2 separate regions of the Pan troglodytes genome follow, and region 1 is linked to region 2. The links are chromatin contacts, called in public capture Hi-C maps. All regions are on one chromosome and are shown on one strand. Each heading gives the region's core, a stretch centred on a gene start, on an enhancer-like site or on the middle of the called end of the contact. The rest is flanking DNA. Distances are from core to core; before and after follow the strand shown. Region 1 has its middle 99 kb from the start of GGTLC2. Region 2 has its middle 37 kb from the start of PRAME.

The links. Capture Hi-C pulls out chosen DNA fragments and counts their contacts.
Region 1: a contact with region 2 is called in a capture Hi-C map of stem cell-derived neural stem cells, with 3 times the contacts expected there. The contact joins two enhancer-like sites. A contact is called at or near these places in 2 of 7 Hi-C or Micro-C datasets (induced pluripotent stem cells and stem cell-derived neural progenitor cells) and 1 of 1 other capture datasets (stem cell-derived neural stem cells).

What each region holds. Positions count from the first base shown.
Region 1 is chr23:24,729,937-24,733,079 of NHGRI_mPanTro3-v2.0_pri, forward strand. No RefSeq gene overlaps it. Among named protein-coding and RNA genes, the nearest start is that of GGTLC2, 99 kb to the left of the region's middle. Within about 2 kb of position 1,790, at least 1 of the 24 cell types and tissues checked has an H3K27ac peak or open chromatin away from gene starts, as enhancers often do. A contact at or near this core is called in stem cell-derived neural stem cells, where this site is marked.
Region 2 is chr23:24,580,886-24,583,674 of NHGRI_mPanTro3-v2.0_pri, forward strand. No RefSeq gene overlaps it. Among named protein-coding and RNA genes, the nearest start is that of PRAME, 37 kb to the left of the region's middle. Within about 2 kb of position 1,351, at least 1 of the 24 cell types and tissues checked has an H3K27ac peak or open chromatin away from gene starts, as enhancers often do. A contact at or near this core is called in stem cell-derived neural stem cells, where this site is marked.

The DNA.
Region 1 (3,143 bases), core at 540-3,039, 150 kb after region 2:
AGGCTAAGCCCCCACAGGACCCTAATCCTAGTCCTGACCCTGAGCTCAGCCCAGGTGATGCTTCAGGAGATGGGACTCTGAGAATAAGCCCTAAAGTCTCCTCAACCTGCAGGCTCTGTAGTCTCTTAAAGACTCAGGTACCTCCAGTAGAGTTGGCCATGAGACATCTGTCCCTCCAACTGCTCAGGAGCAGGCAACAGTGCAGAGAGAAACAGCAGCCCAGGCCAGGCCCTACACTCAAAGCAGCCCCCAATCCCCACAGATCCTCCAGCTCTAACCTGGGGTACAGGCCCCACCTCTGCAGGTTGAGGTGGGCTCCTCAGCATTGCTAGGCCATGACGGGGGATGGCAGTGTGTCCATGGGACACAGCCCTGCTGCCTGCCTGGCCCTCATGCCCCGTCCCTCCCCACCCTGGTTAAGCTCTGCCCCAAAGGGCCCAGGTTCATAACTCAGGACACCTGGATCAGCTCTTGGACTTGCCCCCACTGCTCTCTGTTCTCCTGAGCCACTTAGTTTCTTTTGGCCACAGTGTTACCTGCTGCGAAGTGAGGAGGCTTATACTGAACTGAAGAAGCACTTTTCTTCATTCAAAATTAAAAGATAGAAAAACAATGGAAGTCATGAGAATGGGGGGATGTCATTTAGTGGGCTTCAGTGGGCTTCAGACATGGAATTTCTTGTCTTTCCTCTGCAGAGATTCCAAGAAAGGGACTCAAAAAGAGCTTGCTTTCTATATGGTGGGAACAGTAGCTGCCAGCTAAGAATAAGCAGGAGAGTCCCAGTTTCATCAGGAAAACAGACTAGGCTAGTACGGAAATCCTCCCTGCAGAAACTCTGAGAAGTGTGGAATGAAATAAACATAAACATGAAATTAATCTGCCAACGATGGTGATGTTAGCTCACAACTAAGCTGCAGTGCCAGAAACATGCGGTGATTGCAGTGAATCATAGCTGCTCTTGCTGGGTGGGAGGTGCACCAGTTTGCTTCCTAAGTGCATAGAAAGCCTGGGTCCATGTAGGATGGCACGCACGTCTCTCTGGACTTTGAAAGCTTGGCAGAAGAGCTTCAGTTGACTTACTCTAATTAGTCCTGACGGAACAAAACCACTAGAGTAGGGCATTTCAACCCTGAGACACTTCTATAGCAATTGCTCCTGCCCCACATCCCTGCACTGCATGTGTGACCTCTCTGTGGTGGGCTGGGCAGGGCAGATTGGGTCACACTGGCACAGAATGGGGCTGGACTCTCTGGTCCTCAACTTCTGAGGTGACAGGTGCTGTGGGGTCACCTGGAAGGAAAAAGCTCCTGGGCTGAGTCTCCTCCACCAGTTGGGGGCAGCAGGGCTGCAGCCAGGAGCAGTGAGGAGAGAGGCTGGGGCTGCCCAGCTGGGGAAAAGAGGAAGGCCTGCCTGAGGTTCAACAGGTGTCCAAGAATCAGTCTTCAGACTGAAAGTGAAGACAGTTCATCCTATCCCCTCAGGCTGCAGTGACCACGTTCTGAGGGTCAGACTCATATAATGTTACCCCAGGACACTGACAGAAGCCCGGCACAGTGAAGGCCTCACCTGGGAAATGCTGCTGGAGGAGGCTGGGCCCAGGTGTCAGCTTGGGCAGCTTCCTTAGGAAGGGGACTCCCTGGGAGAAGTCCTGAGGTCGAGGTGCTCTAGGAGGGGCACAGTGTGAGGTGACGGGGCTCCCAGGGCCTGGGTTCTTCACCCAGGATGGCTGCCTGAGCCTCCTGCCACTCTCAGGGCCTTGTCCTGCCCTGTCCAGCAGTGTCCTGGGGAGCTGAGCCCTCTGTCGTGGGCACTTCCAGATACACTCTGCCTACCCTCCCTCTGCCTTTCCTTCCATCTCCAGGCAGACTCTGACTCAAGGGCAGCTCCTGTGCTTAGGGGAGTCTCAGGTGGGTGGCTTGAAGTATTTGGGGCCCTGGTCCCTGCATGGGGCATCACCAGCCTCATCGAGGAGACACTCTCCAGAGGGATGGGGATTCTCACCTGCCTCAGGCCACAGCTCTGACCCCGGACCTGTCCATGCTCAGTGACAGGACAATAACCAGGAACCTGGCTGGAGTAACCAGGGACCACCCATCCTCTGGAGCTCACATGCTGTGCAGAGACCATGACCCTGGGACCCTGGGACCCTGCGACCCTGGGACCCTGGAACCGTGACAGAATCCATGGGGCCTAAAGTTAGATTCTCAGTCCACTATGGTTTTCTGCTTCTTTTTGCAAGTTTACATAAAACATTGATGAGAAAAACATAAATAAATAACAGACGAGCTGAGGGTGCCAATTGCTTATCTCTTGTGGCAATGAGGGAATGGTATAGAAGGAGCAGCACCATGGCTGAAATGAGACCAGAGGCCCTGTTGACTCCACAGGGGTGTGTGGTTGCTTAAATGACCCAAATATTCCTACTGAATAATTAGCAAGTGTCCTAATGACACAGCACAGCATTTAGATGAAATGAACAAGAGGGGACTGAGTCTGAGGGACCAGGAGGAGGAAGATCATGGGTCCCTGGGCCACCTGCTGCTGAGTCAGGTGTCAGCATGATCTCTCGGCAGGGCCCAGCTCAGCCCCATGGCCAACCTCCTGGAAGGTCCACAGCTCTGCTGAGCCTGGCCCAGGACAGACCCCAGGTCAACGAGGTTTGGGACAGTGGTCATGAAGTCAATTCCCAAGAAGGTGACTGCGATCACAGGGCTTCAAGGCTGCAGCTGATTTTCTAACCAGAGATCCTGCCGCTTCTTCTTCCTCTTGTCGCCTGTGCTGCCCCCACAGCTGGTTTGGGTGACATCTCTCCAGGAGGAGTCCCAGAGGAAGTAAATTTGCATAAACACCAAACACTGACTACCCCAAAAAGCCTGAGAGAGAATAAGAGAGGCCTGGGGAGCCTAGCTGTGCTGTGGGTCCAGGAGGCAGAACTCTGGGTGTCTCACCATGGCCTGGATCCTTCTACTTCTCCCCCTCCTCACTCTCTGCACAGGTGCTGTCCCCAGGCCCTGCTCCAGGCCCTGCTCCAGTCTTATTCCCCACAGATCCCAAGTTAAGCCAGCCCTGAATCCTGAGCAAAGCCCAGACACAGCCTCTGGGTGCGACTCCTGGGAATGGGTCCTTTGTCTTCAAGCCCCCTC
Region 2 (2,789 bases), core at 101-2,600:
AGTCCTACCAACACTTTCACCCTGGACTTTCCAGCTTCAGCACTGAGAAAATAAGTTTTGCTGTTGAGGCCACTAGTTCTTTGGTATCTTGTGATGGCAGCACTGGCAAATGAAAACAAGAGGGACCCCAAAGACCTTGGGTAGGGGGAACAGATGGAGCAGGGTGCAGGAGGCAGGGCAGGGAGGGGCTGGAAGGTCATGCTCTGAGGTTCGTTTCCTGGATGGAACTGGGACTCCACTCACTACTGTCTGGGGAACTTGGGGAAAAAACTTCACCTCCCAATATTGATTCCGTAATAAAATCTGGGCCCTGAGCATAGGGCTCCTCATCTTCCTACTCCATATGATGCAAGTTTTCATGAAGTTATACTTGCAAAACACTCACCAATGCATCTGGCATATATTAAGGGCTCAAAAGTAGGCCAGGCATGGTGGCTTATGCCTGTAATCCCAATACTTTGGGAGGCCGAGGTGGGGGATCACTGGAGTCCGGGAGTTCCAGACCAGCCAGGCCAACATGGTGAAACTCCATCTCTACTAAAAATACAAAAAAAAAAAAAAATAGCTAGGCATGGTGGTGCCCTTCTGTAATCTCAGCTATTCAGGAGGCTGAGGCAGGAGAATAGCTTGAGCCTGAGAGGCGGAGGTTGCGGTGAGCCCAGATGGTGCCATTGCACTCCAGCCTAGATGATAGAGTGAGACTCCATCACAAAAAGAAAAAAAAAAAAGGTTGTCATTCTGCAGCCCAGATCGTGCCATTGCACTCCAGCCTGGACAATAGAGTGAGACTCCACCACACACACACACAAACGCACACACACACAAAAACTAACCCCCGCCCCGCAAAAATCCAAGGTAGTCATTCTGCTGTATGATCTATTGATACATACAGGATGACATTTGTCCTGTGGGCACCAGGGGGCACTGTGACCCCTGGTTTGGGACACTAATGGCTCCAAGTCCCTGGTAGTACTTGAGTCATTTCCTTTCTGGCCCCTTCTATTGAGTAGAATCCTGAAACCCACCTGACTCTTCTTCTAATCTTGAAAAATTACGCAGAGAATGTCCTCAGACATAGGGTCAGACAAGAACTTCGACATACATTTTAAAGAATGGAGAGCAGATTTACATCCGCTGCTTAACAGGGAACCAACTAACAAAGAATTAAGAATAAAGGAAGTAGAGTTGCATGAAGAGACTCCCCTTTCTATGATAAGAAAGGCCTGAAGGTCCCTTCCCAGCTGTGGACTCAGAGGCAGAGCTCTGGGGCATTTCCATTATGGCCTGGACCCCTCCCCTGCTCGTCCTCACTCTCTGCACAGGTGCTGCCTCCCAGGCTCAGCCCCCAGTGGGATCAAGATCAGCCTGGCCCTGACCTTCAACTCAACATAGGGAGTGATGCAGGGTGTGGGGTTCTGGGAATGAGGCCCTCATCCTCAGACTCACCTCTCCTGTCCTCTCTTGTGGGCTCCGTTATTTCCTCTGGGCCGACTCAGGTGCCTGCAGTGTCTGTGGCCTTGGGACAAATGGCCAGGATCACCTGCCAGGGAGACAGCATGGAAGGCTCTTATGAACACTGGTACCAGCAGAAGCCAGGCCAGGCCCCCGTGCTGGTCATCTATGATAGCAGTGACCAGCCCTCAAGGATCCCTGAGCGATTCTCTGGCTCCAAATCAGGCAACACAACCACCCTGACCATCACTGGGGCCCAGGCTGAGGATGAGGCTGATTATTACTATCAGTTGATAGACAACCATGCTACTCAACTCACAGTGACACAGGCAGATGGAAAAGTGAGACACAAACCCTTTTTCTGTCTGTGTCACTCACTTCCTCCGGCCCCAGCAGGACTGTGGACACAGCCATGGGCAGGTCTGGCTCAGTTTTCCTGGATCTGAGACCCCAGGGTGCCCTGGCCTCCAAGCCCTCCAGGGAGACTCTGAAGAGAGTGGGTTAGGTCAGGAGAGGACTTGGGGCTGGCAGGACCAGACTGTCCTGGTATTGTCCAGAGTGGCTGTGTCTGGGCTTAAGATGACCTGAGTGTAAGGATAGTCAGAGGGAGACAGCCATTGAGTGGTAATGGTCCCTGGATTTCCTTCTGTATGGTGACTGGACCTAAGGCAGTGCTGCTTTTCTGTGGCCCAAATGCCCCAGATCATTCTGAACTTCTCATGTTTAACTGAGACCCTCAAGCCCCAGCTCCATGACATCCTCATATTCTGAACAGGGAGGGCCACCACAATGGGCAGTGTGGTGTCCATCAAGATTCCCCTTTCAGGGCTCACCCATCCACCATACACCCAAGGCTGCTGGGAGGCCCTGGCTTCTCACAGCTGTTCCCCACCGGAAAATGCCATTGATTGCAAAGAATGGCCTCCCCCAAAAGTTTGCCCATGTCAGAGCGTGGCTCAGGTGCGATGACTGCTTGATGCCTCAGTCCCAAAGTCAGGCCTTAATTTAGGATGGCCTTGAAGTGTGTTGCAGCTGAGCACTCAATTGTAACACATTCCCACTCATGCCTCCCATACTTCTTTCCTGAGAATGTATCCCTAAACCTCACTGCATGGAATTCCCCCTCTCAGAGTAGGAGTCCGGGGAATTAAAAGATTTAAAAACAAACCAAAACAGTCCAAAGGGAAGAGTAACAAAGAGGAGAGAGTTGCAAAGAGAGAGGACTCTGGAGTCTGCAAATGTTCGTGAGCACTGATGAGCACATATGTGGGAGGAAACAACCTCTGGTAGAGAAAAGAACCATCCAAAGACACTTGAGAGAACACTCCAGAGCGTGT